2 separate regions of the Danio rerio genome follow, and region 2 is linked to region 1. A link is a contact called in public Hi-C data. All regions are on one chromosome and are shown on one strand. Each heading gives the region's core, a stretch centred on a gene start, on an enhancer-like site or on the middle of the called end of the contact. The rest is flanking DNA. Distances are from core to core; before and after follow the strand shown.

The links. Hi-C and Micro-C count contacts between places; a contact is called where the count stands out from the background.
Region 2: a Hi-C map of an unstated tissue shows a contact between it and region 1, with 2.3 times the contacts expected there. The contact joins the promoter of diablob here to the promoter of ccdc61 in region 1. A contact is called at or near these places in 2 of 18 Hi-C or Micro-C datasets (hematopoietic stem cells and an unstated tissue).

The regions. Positions count from the first base shown.
Region 1 is chr21:22,718,068-22,723,842 of GRCz12tu, reverse strand. ccdc61 (coiled-coil domain containing 61) reads right to left here and starts at 1,690. Exons shown (of 13, transcript NM_001077166.1): 1 at 1,505-1,690; 2 at 703-867; 3 at 531-613. The coding sequence starts at 850. It overlaps lifrb (LIF receptor subunit alpha b), which reads right to left. Exons shown (of 18, transcript NM_001113732.1): 18 at 4,914-5,656. The coding sequence ends at 4,967.
Region 2 is chr21:22,985,747-22,990,990 of GRCz12tu, reverse strand. diablob (diablo, IAP-binding mitochondrial protein b) reads left to right here and starts at 3,973. Exons shown (of 6, transcript NM_001243034.1): 1 at 3,973-4,047; 2 at 4,448-4,583. The coding sequence starts at 4,007. It overlaps or113-4 (odorant receptor, family A, subfamily 113, member 4), which reads left to right and starts at 1,231. Exons shown (of 1, transcript XM_017352938.4): 1 at 1,231-2,319. The coding sequence starts at 1,348. The coding sequence ends at 2,304.

The DNA of each region.
Region 1 (5,775 bases), core at 441-2,940:
AATGTGTTTCAATGTTAATAATAGTGTATATGTATCTATTTTACTTTCATTTTATGTCAAGCCTTTCATGGACAGAGTTGAGAATTAGCAAGTCTACTAAACACTACTAAACACAAACAAATGCATCTGGTTGTCCAGTGTAATTGTGATGTCTATGTCAAAAGAAAAAAAAAATAATAATAAATTAATATTAATGCGAACATAAGGGTTTATCAAAAGCATTTAAGACTGTTTAAAAACTTAATAGCTTACAAAAGGTCGATGTTTAATGGTTAACACTTACTGTAAAAATTTTAAACTAATTTAAAAAATATATTGAGAAAATCTTTTTATTTCTGGAACTGCCATATATTTTATAGTTAAATTCTAGTTTTATGGTTAAATTTATAAATAAATTCTGACAAAATTGTTTATCCCTACAAAATACATCAGAAACTAAAATAATATTCATCAGTAAAAAAATAAAATCTTAATAAGCTTTCAAAATCAAGATCCTATTAGTTTAAATAAGACTTACTCCTCAGACCCACCTTGTGAACAGCAGACTCAAGCATGCTGCAAAATACTGGAAACTGTTTAAAATTCCCAGTTTTTCTGGTCAGGTCCTCAATATCTGATTGCAGAACAAAAGTTTGTAATGGCATAAAAGAACATGACATTCAAAGTAAGCCGACAGTAAATGTCAGTTTTAACATGACTTACAAGCAGGATCGAACTCTCCTCTCCACTGGTCTGCTGTCACGACATCTGAAATCTCTACGATTAGCAACCTCTCAGCCATCTCAACCTTGACAGCAAATTCAGACCCACGAAATTTCATTTCTTCCTGCACAACCGTGCCCACCTCCATTGCTTGCCACTGACAGCCTAAGGAAAACATTGCACAGGGTTTAATAACATGATCATTGCAGTTCATAATAGAGCTATAATCAGCATTACTTGATAACATACATGCTATATGTAGATAAATCTCATATACTAAGAGCAACTACAGTACCTTATCAAACCATAACAGTCAGTTTAATCAGAGGTTTAATTTAGAAAGTATGGGTTTATTATTTTAGTGCTGTTCATGTCAATAACACATCAAGGTGTCCATTGCAAATGTCAACTTCACTGCCATGACACAGGATTTGGGTCATGGACCATTTGAATGAATAAGGCTCATATTTCTTTACACTTCACTGAATTCCGTGAATTTTACGGATAAAATGGTGTTCTTAGCTCGTTTAGAAACGAATTAGTACACAACACACTCATGTTTCAAACTACTAAACAACTGATTGAGTAAGTGCTAACGTTAACCCTTAAGATTTGCCATAAGACTGGGCTAGTCGAACAGCAACATTATCAAAACAGTCGCAGAAATACACAAATACATCATATGTCATCGTTTTGAAACCAACAGAGAAATATGTGACAACAAAAGACGACATATATGCCCTTGATAACGTTAAGATAGATGCATGTCAGTCCATACACAACTAGCACGCTAGCAACATACCCGTTATTGGTGGAAATGCTTTAGGCAGGCAAGAGCTGTACGATTAAAAACCTACATTTAAAGCAAGGGTTAAATAAAAGTACAAAAAACAGAAAGATGATAAAAATGTCTTCTATTTCAATTTAGCGAAACATATTCAGTAAACTGGTCGTCACTGCCTCGAACAACTGAAAACAGCGGCTCAATGACCGGGAATTTAAAAATCCCGCCCACAACTGTTCACATTGGTCAACTCGTGTAGATGCTAGGTTCCTATTGGCTGCACTGCTTGCCAATCAAACGAAAAGCCTTTCTTTGTGGCAACGCCTTCGACTTCACGCCCATAAAACTGATTTTCAAGCGGTAGCCTACTCACTACTTTCTTGATCATAGCTTTTACCTTTTTTTTCACAAATAATTATAAATAACATAAAGGTTTACATTCCATGTGCTTTTTAATGATACTTATAGTATAACTATATACCCAAGGTACTTTTTTAATTTCTTTCCATTTTGTACACATATTATTTTGAAGGGATTTTATACTAATGACAAAAAATATAATTACACATAAACTGAATTTTCAAGTAAAATTTGACATTCATAAATGTAAATACACAAACTAATTCTTAAAGCAAGAATTGTATTGATTCCAAAGTAAATCTTTCGTAATTTTATTATAATAATTATTATTATTTTTTTCAATTTATCTACATTTTTTCCAATGTAGAACCTATATGATGATATATGCACATATATGAAACCTGTATGCAGTATGCACATAAATGACTATATATATGCTGCATATGTCAATGCCACAAATAGGCAGAATTGAGGTGCATATATGTGCTTATACAAGCCATGTCTCCTGTGTTGCTTCTTTATATCTACATATATGCCCTTTATGTCCTGTACATACAAGATATCTCCTATAACTCATATCACACCTTGGCAGCAGTCATACATGATGCGTTCATATTTTCTATTATCAAGACAATAAGAACTAACTAAAAAAAAATAACATGTGCGAACACTTGAAATTAGTATCACATGTAATTGGCATGTTATTGAATTTAACTATGGCAAATAAGTGAGAGGAGATGGAAAGCTATTATGTCTACAAGTTTTCCTGAAACATTCACAAGGTCAATTCTTTCTTGTATGTAGATATATTGGAAAAGAAGGAAATGCATAACAAAATGGTTTGTAGATTTTTTTGTTTGTTTGTTTTTCTGTTCAGTTTTTTTTTTTTTTGTCTTATTTTTGTTCTTGTACGACTTTTTTTCTTGTACTATTTTATTGTTTTACGTTAAGTAAACAAAAAATGCAAATTTCTACATGGGCTTTTATTTATGTTGTCTAGCAGCTATGGGTTTTAATAAAATGCATATGTATGCGTGTACGCATATGCACGTATATATGAACACATTTGTGAATATATGCACATTATAATATAGGAAAATGGCCAATTTCATATATGTCACAAATAATAAAAACCTATATCAAAACCTATAAAACATATGTTTATCAAGATTGTTTCTGTGTGTAGTGTAAGTTTTTTATACTTTAGCGTCATCCATTTTACAGTATATTTGTTTAGGCCTGTAGCCATGAGGGGTTTGGATGGTTTGAAAGACCCAGCCCTCAACGACAAAGGTCCAGAATCTGTCCCATACATGAACTCGTTTGTCCTTTTTTGACTGCTACACCATTATAATTAGTGAAAATAACCCATTGAAAAAGGCTTTAAGACCAAGCCAAATCATCTGTTGACTGTCACATCAGTGTGACTTCTGTTTATCAGTTTTGGCCAATGCAAACTGTTATTTTTCATCCAGTCCAACATCCAGTTGTGCAAAAAAACATACAATGTAAGTGAAGAAATCTTTCACTACTGTATTGTTTTTAAATATAAAAAAAATATTTGCATGTAACTTTTATACTGAATCTTGGACCTTATTCTTGAAACAAAAAATAAACAATTTAAAGGTGTGAAAAACCAAAAGCGGCCCATGCTAAAATTAATTTGAATAAATTGTTGTTATCCATGAATTTTCTATGAAATATACTTTCTTTCTTTTTTTACAAGAGAGGCTAGACAAATCATGAAGCTCAAATTTTGAAGCTTAAATTCTGACTTAGGAAAATTGAAAGTGCTGGCCAGTTTTTTTTTTTTTTTCGCCTAAATAATGACAATCGGCTACAGTTGTTAATTAAAAAACTGTAATTAACAGGACAGTTTTCAAAATTTCTATTTTAAAAAAACTGAAAAAAAAAATTTTCTTATATGGCACATATTATATTTGTAGTTTAAAAATAAGTATTTATTCATATTTCTTTATTCTAAATCTTTTAAAATATTTTGGTACATTAAAAAGTGTGGGTTTGATGACCATCCGACAAGTTAATTCAGCTAAAAATATTGCTTAATATGTCACTAAAATTGAGAATTTAAATCTCATAAATAAATAATAAATGAGGCAAATAACCCCTATACATTAGGCTGGCTTCAGACCTGTTGTCAGTTGTATTTTATTATTATTAGCTTATGTAGAGTTGCTTCATTATCATCATGTTTTCTTTATAAAAACAATTTGTCATGACAAATGTAAATAAAATAAAAGAAATACGCAGTCCACAGGAGGGAACTACACAGCTGTACTGGATCACTACAACACCAACATCAAGATAAAAAAAAAAAATGTATATATAAATTAGTGAAACAATGTGAATTCTAGTGTTGAGAAAGGTCAATGCTTTATTTCATCACATTATTTAAAAACAACACAACTCCTTTCAAAAGATTGTTTTTAGAAAACAGTATAATACCATATAAATAACACAAAAATTCAGACATTTACATAATACATACATACATAGTATGCCTTTTATTTAAGAATGATGATGCATTTCCAACTCAAACTAAATATTGAGCAGGGGAGAGGGTTTTATTTTGAGCTCCGCCTCTCATTTTTCACTCTCACCAGCCGTCAAACTGATGTCATCAGAGAAGAGCTGCCATTCCAGAGCTGAAGGCTAGAATTTGATTAAAGATTACCAAAACAATCTTTTTATTTCAGTGGATTATCTTACTGAGGCACTGATTAACTGTTCACATTAAGACTTACCATGTGCGCTAGTAAAATAAACATTGTAAATTTTGATTTCACACAGACTTTAAACATTAGCACAACACTGAGGTCTATATAATGCAGTTATACATTTGGAGGTACATTCACTTAGCAGATGCTTCTGTCTTACAGTTGAGGAGACGTTCAGCGATTCAACAATAAGAGGTAATACACACAAGAAGTGCCAATTATACAAATGAACGGTTTGTGCTCAGAGTATTAAGTGCTAGAGATAGGACGGGGGAGTGTTTCGTTTTTTAAAGAGAGAGAGAAGAGTGTTTCTACAGGTGGTTTGTCAAGCCCACTCACCTGTGTGAAGCTCGCTTCATAAATGCGCAGTGTTTTTTTGTGGTCATGCAGACTGAGGCTTGCCTGCTGTGTTTTTATCAATTACATTATTCTGTGCAAAGTTAGGTTGTATAAATTTAGGTGCTGGAAGATAACTATCCTGCACAAGGTTATTGGATGGTTGCACAAATTTAGGAGCTGGAAGGTAAGTGTCCTCCACAAGGATAGAGAATTGCTGCACAGATTTAGGAGCTGGAAGGTGAGTATCCTCCACATGGATAGAGGGTGCCTGCCCAAATTTAGGAGCTGGAAGGTAAGTATCCTCCACATGGATAGGGGTTGTTTTCCCAGATGTAGGCGCAAAAATGTAAGTATCTTCCACAGCAATGGAAAGTGGTTGCACAAATTTAGGCGCCGGAAGGTAACTATCCTGCTCAGAGTGACATACTGGTTGTGCAAACTTACTTGCTGGAAGGTAACTATCCTGCATTTCCAAAAGAGGCTTAGACGTCTGCACAACATCGACTGGTCCTGGGGTGGTCAAATTATAAGACGGGTTTTCAATAATCGAGGTAAGCTTCTTAGCACAAGGAAAAGTAGTATTGTAGTACAACGGTTGTGCAGGAAACAGTGGCTTTTTAGAGCAGTGGTGGTCAAGGCCATGTGGGTTTTCTGAGGTGGGATGATCTGAGCCGTGAACCTCTTGAATCTCACACTTCACGTATCCCTCGGTCATCTGGGTACAATATATGCCCTGCAAACAACAGAAATTGGTTGGCTGTCAAGTCTGAAATGAAAACTATATCTAATAATATTGTATAATATTGTAGTTTTGTCGTCTGTCAGATGCAATATTTTTTTGTCAGTGTAGAT
Region 2 (5,244 bases), core at 2,724-5,223, 260 kb before region 1:
CAAATGTCATGTTTAGGAACTACAAATCCTATCAGGCCATGTAAAACACCAGCTGCTCATCACGGCTGATGAGACACACACACAGCTGAGACTTGTGATGACTGATCATTCAGACTATTTATACACCACACACGTGCACAACTAAGGCTCAACCTGTGCAGTGCACATGCCCTATAGTCTTGAATAAAAAGTGCCCTTCCAAAATGATCTGAAGTGTCATCCAGCAAGCGTGGTTTAATTTCAGTTCAATTCATCTTTATTTCTATAGCACTTTTACAATGTTGATTGTGTCAAAACAGCTTAACATAGAAGTTCTTGTAAATTGAAACTGTGTCAGTCCAGTGTGGTCATCCCGGATAAACGGGGAATGAGCTGCCACAAACACTGTAAGTTTGTATAGGGTGTGCTGAGGAGGAGTGAGGGGTCAGCAAGACCGGAGGCAACGGATAAGCCCTACTGTAATCCCCAGATCTGGCCAAGTGCTCATCGCTTTGTGGGGAACAACAGTGGCCCTCACAGTGAGGGAATAAGCTGTTCGCGAGCTCTGCATCAACAAGCTGGACCCCCAGACACATGATGCAGTAGCCGTACCCCTCATGCGGAGATAGGAACCATCGCATCTGGAAATGCATGGTCAGAACAAAGTCTTGAAAAATGTTACCCCTCTTTCAAGGGTCCGTATGAAACAACTGCAGGACTAGTAATGCATGGATGATTTGTTCAGAAAAAGAAGAAGAAGAAAAAGTACTCTGTGGAGCATAACAAAAGTGATTTTTACCTAAAGTCAAGAACAATTATTAACTTAGCACAAAAAAAGCATTATAATATTTACAATAACAATAATTAAAACAATTGTTGTAATATAATTATATAATTACAAAAAAATATTATAATATTAAAATAAATATATTATACTGAAGTTTATCGTAATGATGTTTAAAATTCAGACTTGGCATTACAATAATAAATACAAGAAGATAAAAGATAAACATTTTCGACAGCTGAACTTCACAATATTAAAAATTTTTTTTTACTATTGTATATTTTTGAGCAAGTCGATTCTGTCAGATTAACTTGTCTTTCACCCTGGCCATATACTCTGTCACACACACACATTACATACACAAACAAGACACCCGGTGGGATTCAGGTTAAAGATATTTAAAGCGTGATATTTTGAAACCCCTGGATTCATTCTTTTTTACTCTCTCACTCTCGCTGTGGCTTCAACATCACCTCAGAGGAGCTTTATCTAGATTAGCACTAGCAAGAAATGTGTAGATTTCACTGTTGATCTGTTCAGCATTAACAGCACCTATGTTAATTGTGTGTTGATATCTAATATTTATGAAAATGTCTAATTTTAATGAATCTGCATCTAACCTCACTCTGGGACTAATTGATCAAAATACTCCAATGAAGGCATCTTTGATTGTGACACCAAGTATTGTTTTCCTTTATGTCAACGGGGTCATGATCTTCACTTTAAGGAAAAAGGCTGTTTTTCAGGAGATGTCTCGCTATATTCTGTTTGGTCACATGCTTTGGGTCGATACATTGAGTCTCATTTTTAGTCTTTCAGTGTATATATGTGCTGTCTGTAGGTTTTTAATAATCAGAAACATCTGTCTTTTTCTTCTCGTTTCTGCAAAAGCTCTCTTTCATGTCTCTATCTTAAATCTGTCTTTAATGTCACTGGAGAGATATGTGGCCATCTGTTTTCCTCTCAGACATGCAGAATTCACCAGTTTTAAAATTACTCACACAGCTATTGTCGTTGTTTGGGTCTTGGGATTGATTCAGTGTTTGTCTGAAGTCATTATCTTCTATTCTTTTGATTCTGCAAACACAGTTCTGAATTCATTTTGCACAAGAATTATACTTTTCAGACTGCAGATCTACAAGAGCATTGACATAGCTTTCACGTGTATATTTTTTGTGTTGGTGTCTTTTGTTATAATCTTTACCTATGCCTCTATAGCAGCTGTGGCTAAAACTGCTGCTTGTGATAAACTGTCAGCCAAAAAAGCTAATAAGACTGTTCTTCTGCATCTAATACAGCTGGGTCTTGGTGCAATGTCCATCTTAGTTGGAGTTGTCCAAGAAGCTATTTATCTGTCTACTAACTATTTAACTGCAATAAATGTGATGTATTTTTGTTTTGTGGTGTTTATAGTTTTCCCCAAGTGTCTAAGTCCTCTTATTTATGGTATGCGAGATCAGGCTTTTTGTTGTCTCTTTAAATATTACTTCACATTCGGTAAAGGTAAAGTCAAACCAGTTTTAATAGAGCTACATGTGTAATAGCAATGGTTTAAACATTTGCACTTTGTATAGTGTTGTATGTTGCCACTATTTATTAAAGTTGAATCAGACATACTCAACAAACTGATGCAAACAAATGTTTGTCTTTATTATTTTTATTTATGTATTATATTATATCATATTATATTTCAATAAAGAATAACAGAGATGAATATTTTTCCACAGAGAACAGTCTTCAGGATCTAAATCCTTCACAAACACAAGCCTTTTCTTTAATAAGAAGTTAATCTTTGGGGTCTTTTGACACTTAGCATGATCAATAGACATGACTGATGGATGTGACCCACTCGTATTCAGACTTCAGTGAATGTGTCAGCTGGGAACATTTAGCAGAATCCTCATTCATGCCAAAAAAAAAAGTAAAAACGGCTTCTGAAGCTTCTGTGAGTACTTCGATGGCATGTTGGTGTCTAATTATTATTCATGCACTGAGTTTTCTTGTGAGAAGATGCTGCTTCTCGATTGTTGGTCAAGCTGTGAGACCGTAGTGTTGTCAGAAGTACCAACAACAGAAGTACCAAGTCTGTATTGAAATGTTGTTGTTGTTGTTGTTGTTGTTGTTGTTGTTGTTGTTGTTGTTGTTTGTTTTTGTTTTTTAATGTAGTGATCACAGCATTTCCTGCTTGTATTTTGTGCCTGAGTACTTTGGTCTTTTAAAAATAGATATGTGCCAGTGTACATTTTGAAATAAAAATATAAAAAATCTTGCATTTCTGCCGAATCTACATATAAGTTGTTCTTACTTAAGGAGCCAGATTCACACAAATTACTTGCGATTATAATAGATAATTCCCTTCAAAAATTATAATAAACTATATAACATGTGGCAACTATTTTAATGCAAACTAATAACTGGTCTCCATCAAAAAAAAGATGATGAAATAGTATGTAGCTATCAACTGTATCCAAGCACAGGAAAAAAAGAGAAAAATATTATTTGGGTCAAAGATGAGAAGGCTGATAAGGTTAGAAAGCAAAACACCTGCGGCACTTATTGAACAGTTCAAACTTGTTTTACAAACTTGACTATATAAATGTCATGACATTGTGGTTGGCCTTCAGGTAGACGTATATTTGTAGGGCTGGTTGTGGTGGTGGTTATGACAATTCAAATACAGCACATGTTATATAGACTCCCAAAAGAGAAAATTAAACTATGCATATATCAGCAATAAGGAAATTATACTTTTATTTTAAGTTTATTTAATAAATGTAATGCTTATATATATATTGCCAGATTACCCAAACAAACAAATCAACTAAGTGGATTAATTTACAGAGATTAATTTTTACTTAAAGAATAATAATCTGTGCTAGCAAAATAAACATTGTAAATTTCACATATGGGGTTTAATGTGTTCTTGAACACTCTTCCAGGCCCGTATGGGGGGTTTAGGTGGTTCGAAATACATACCCCCTTTTTATAAGTTTTTAAGTTTTATTTATTTTAAAATTCTATACTTATAACATTATTTATAAAACTGTAATAACTTACAGTTTAAACGCACATTTGTCAATAAACACTTTGTGTTAAAAAAAAAAAGGTATGGGAAGCACTTTGACAAAATTGTGAAAGAAATGTTTGTTGCATCAGAAAGTGGATATGAATCAAGATGTTAAGAGTGCAATTCTCTTCAACACCGACAGAAGGAGATGTTACAGTTTCATCATCTTAACAAGTATGGCGGCGTACAGGAGGAAGTTGTTCGCTGCAGGACTGAGGTTGTTTATTTATTCATCGGTATCAAGTAACGTTATTACGTTTAACTTTATCTAACTTGTATAACGTTAGTATTTGTTGTTGTTTGTACAATCACCAATAACAGACCACGCTTAACTTTAGCTAACTTATACATATGTCGTATCTGTACAATCATCAATAAAGGACCAGTAGTTGCTTAAACAAACGTAACGTTAGCGTTGACCGATCAATGTTTTGGCAGTTGTAGAAAACATTCGCTAATGATTCTACTCCATTGTAGAGCTTATTTTCTGCTCCACTTGGCCTAGTTTGTTAAATTTATCTTTACGAAATGCTGCTTTTGACTTGAGCAACTGTATTATTCGTCATAAGGTGTTGTTGCTTTCCCCTTAACTTTTGCTGTTGTTGTGTGTACGTTAGCTATGCAGCTTCGTTGTTGAGCAGCGGCGGCTCGTGTCAGGCTGGCCGGAGACTCTTTCTGCTGCCCGGGATCTTCAGGAAACACCGGAGGACTTTGAGTGTCACTGGTGCTATTTGTGCTGTTCCCTTCCTTCAGGTCTGCACAACAACACTGTCACTGCACTATACACTATTTTACTGATAAAATGTCTAAAATTTAAAAATGTAACAAGCAACAACAGTGTTTAGGAGATAAACTGGTTGTCAATTACGGACTGAGGTTTTTGCAACTAATCGTAGGCTGTTTTACCCCCCTAAAATTAATAACATATTCACAATTTACTCGCACTTGAGTCTAATTTTATTTGAATATATTTATTTTGTTATTATTTGTTTCATTTTAGTAAACACTCTGGTATACAGTGAAATGCTTACACAACCGCCTTTGACCTTAAAAATAATAAAAACAATAATAATTTAACAAGATTTGAAGAAGTTATGCAATAGAAAATAAATAAAACTATTCAAAGACTTTCACAATAGAGTAAGTGAATGTAGAAAAGCAGTACAAAGTATAAAAATATAGCTTATCTGTACAAACAGAAACATAGAAGTGTTTCTAACAAAGTGAGGAAGTGTGTATCCTATACATTAGATCAGTGGTCACCAAACTTGTTCCTGGAGGGCCGGTGCCCTGCAGATTTTAGCTCCAACCCTAATCATACACACCTGAACAAGCTAATCAAGGTCTTACTAGGTATTCTTGAAACATCCAAGCAGGTGTGTTGAGGCAAGATGGAGCTAAACCCTGCAGGGAC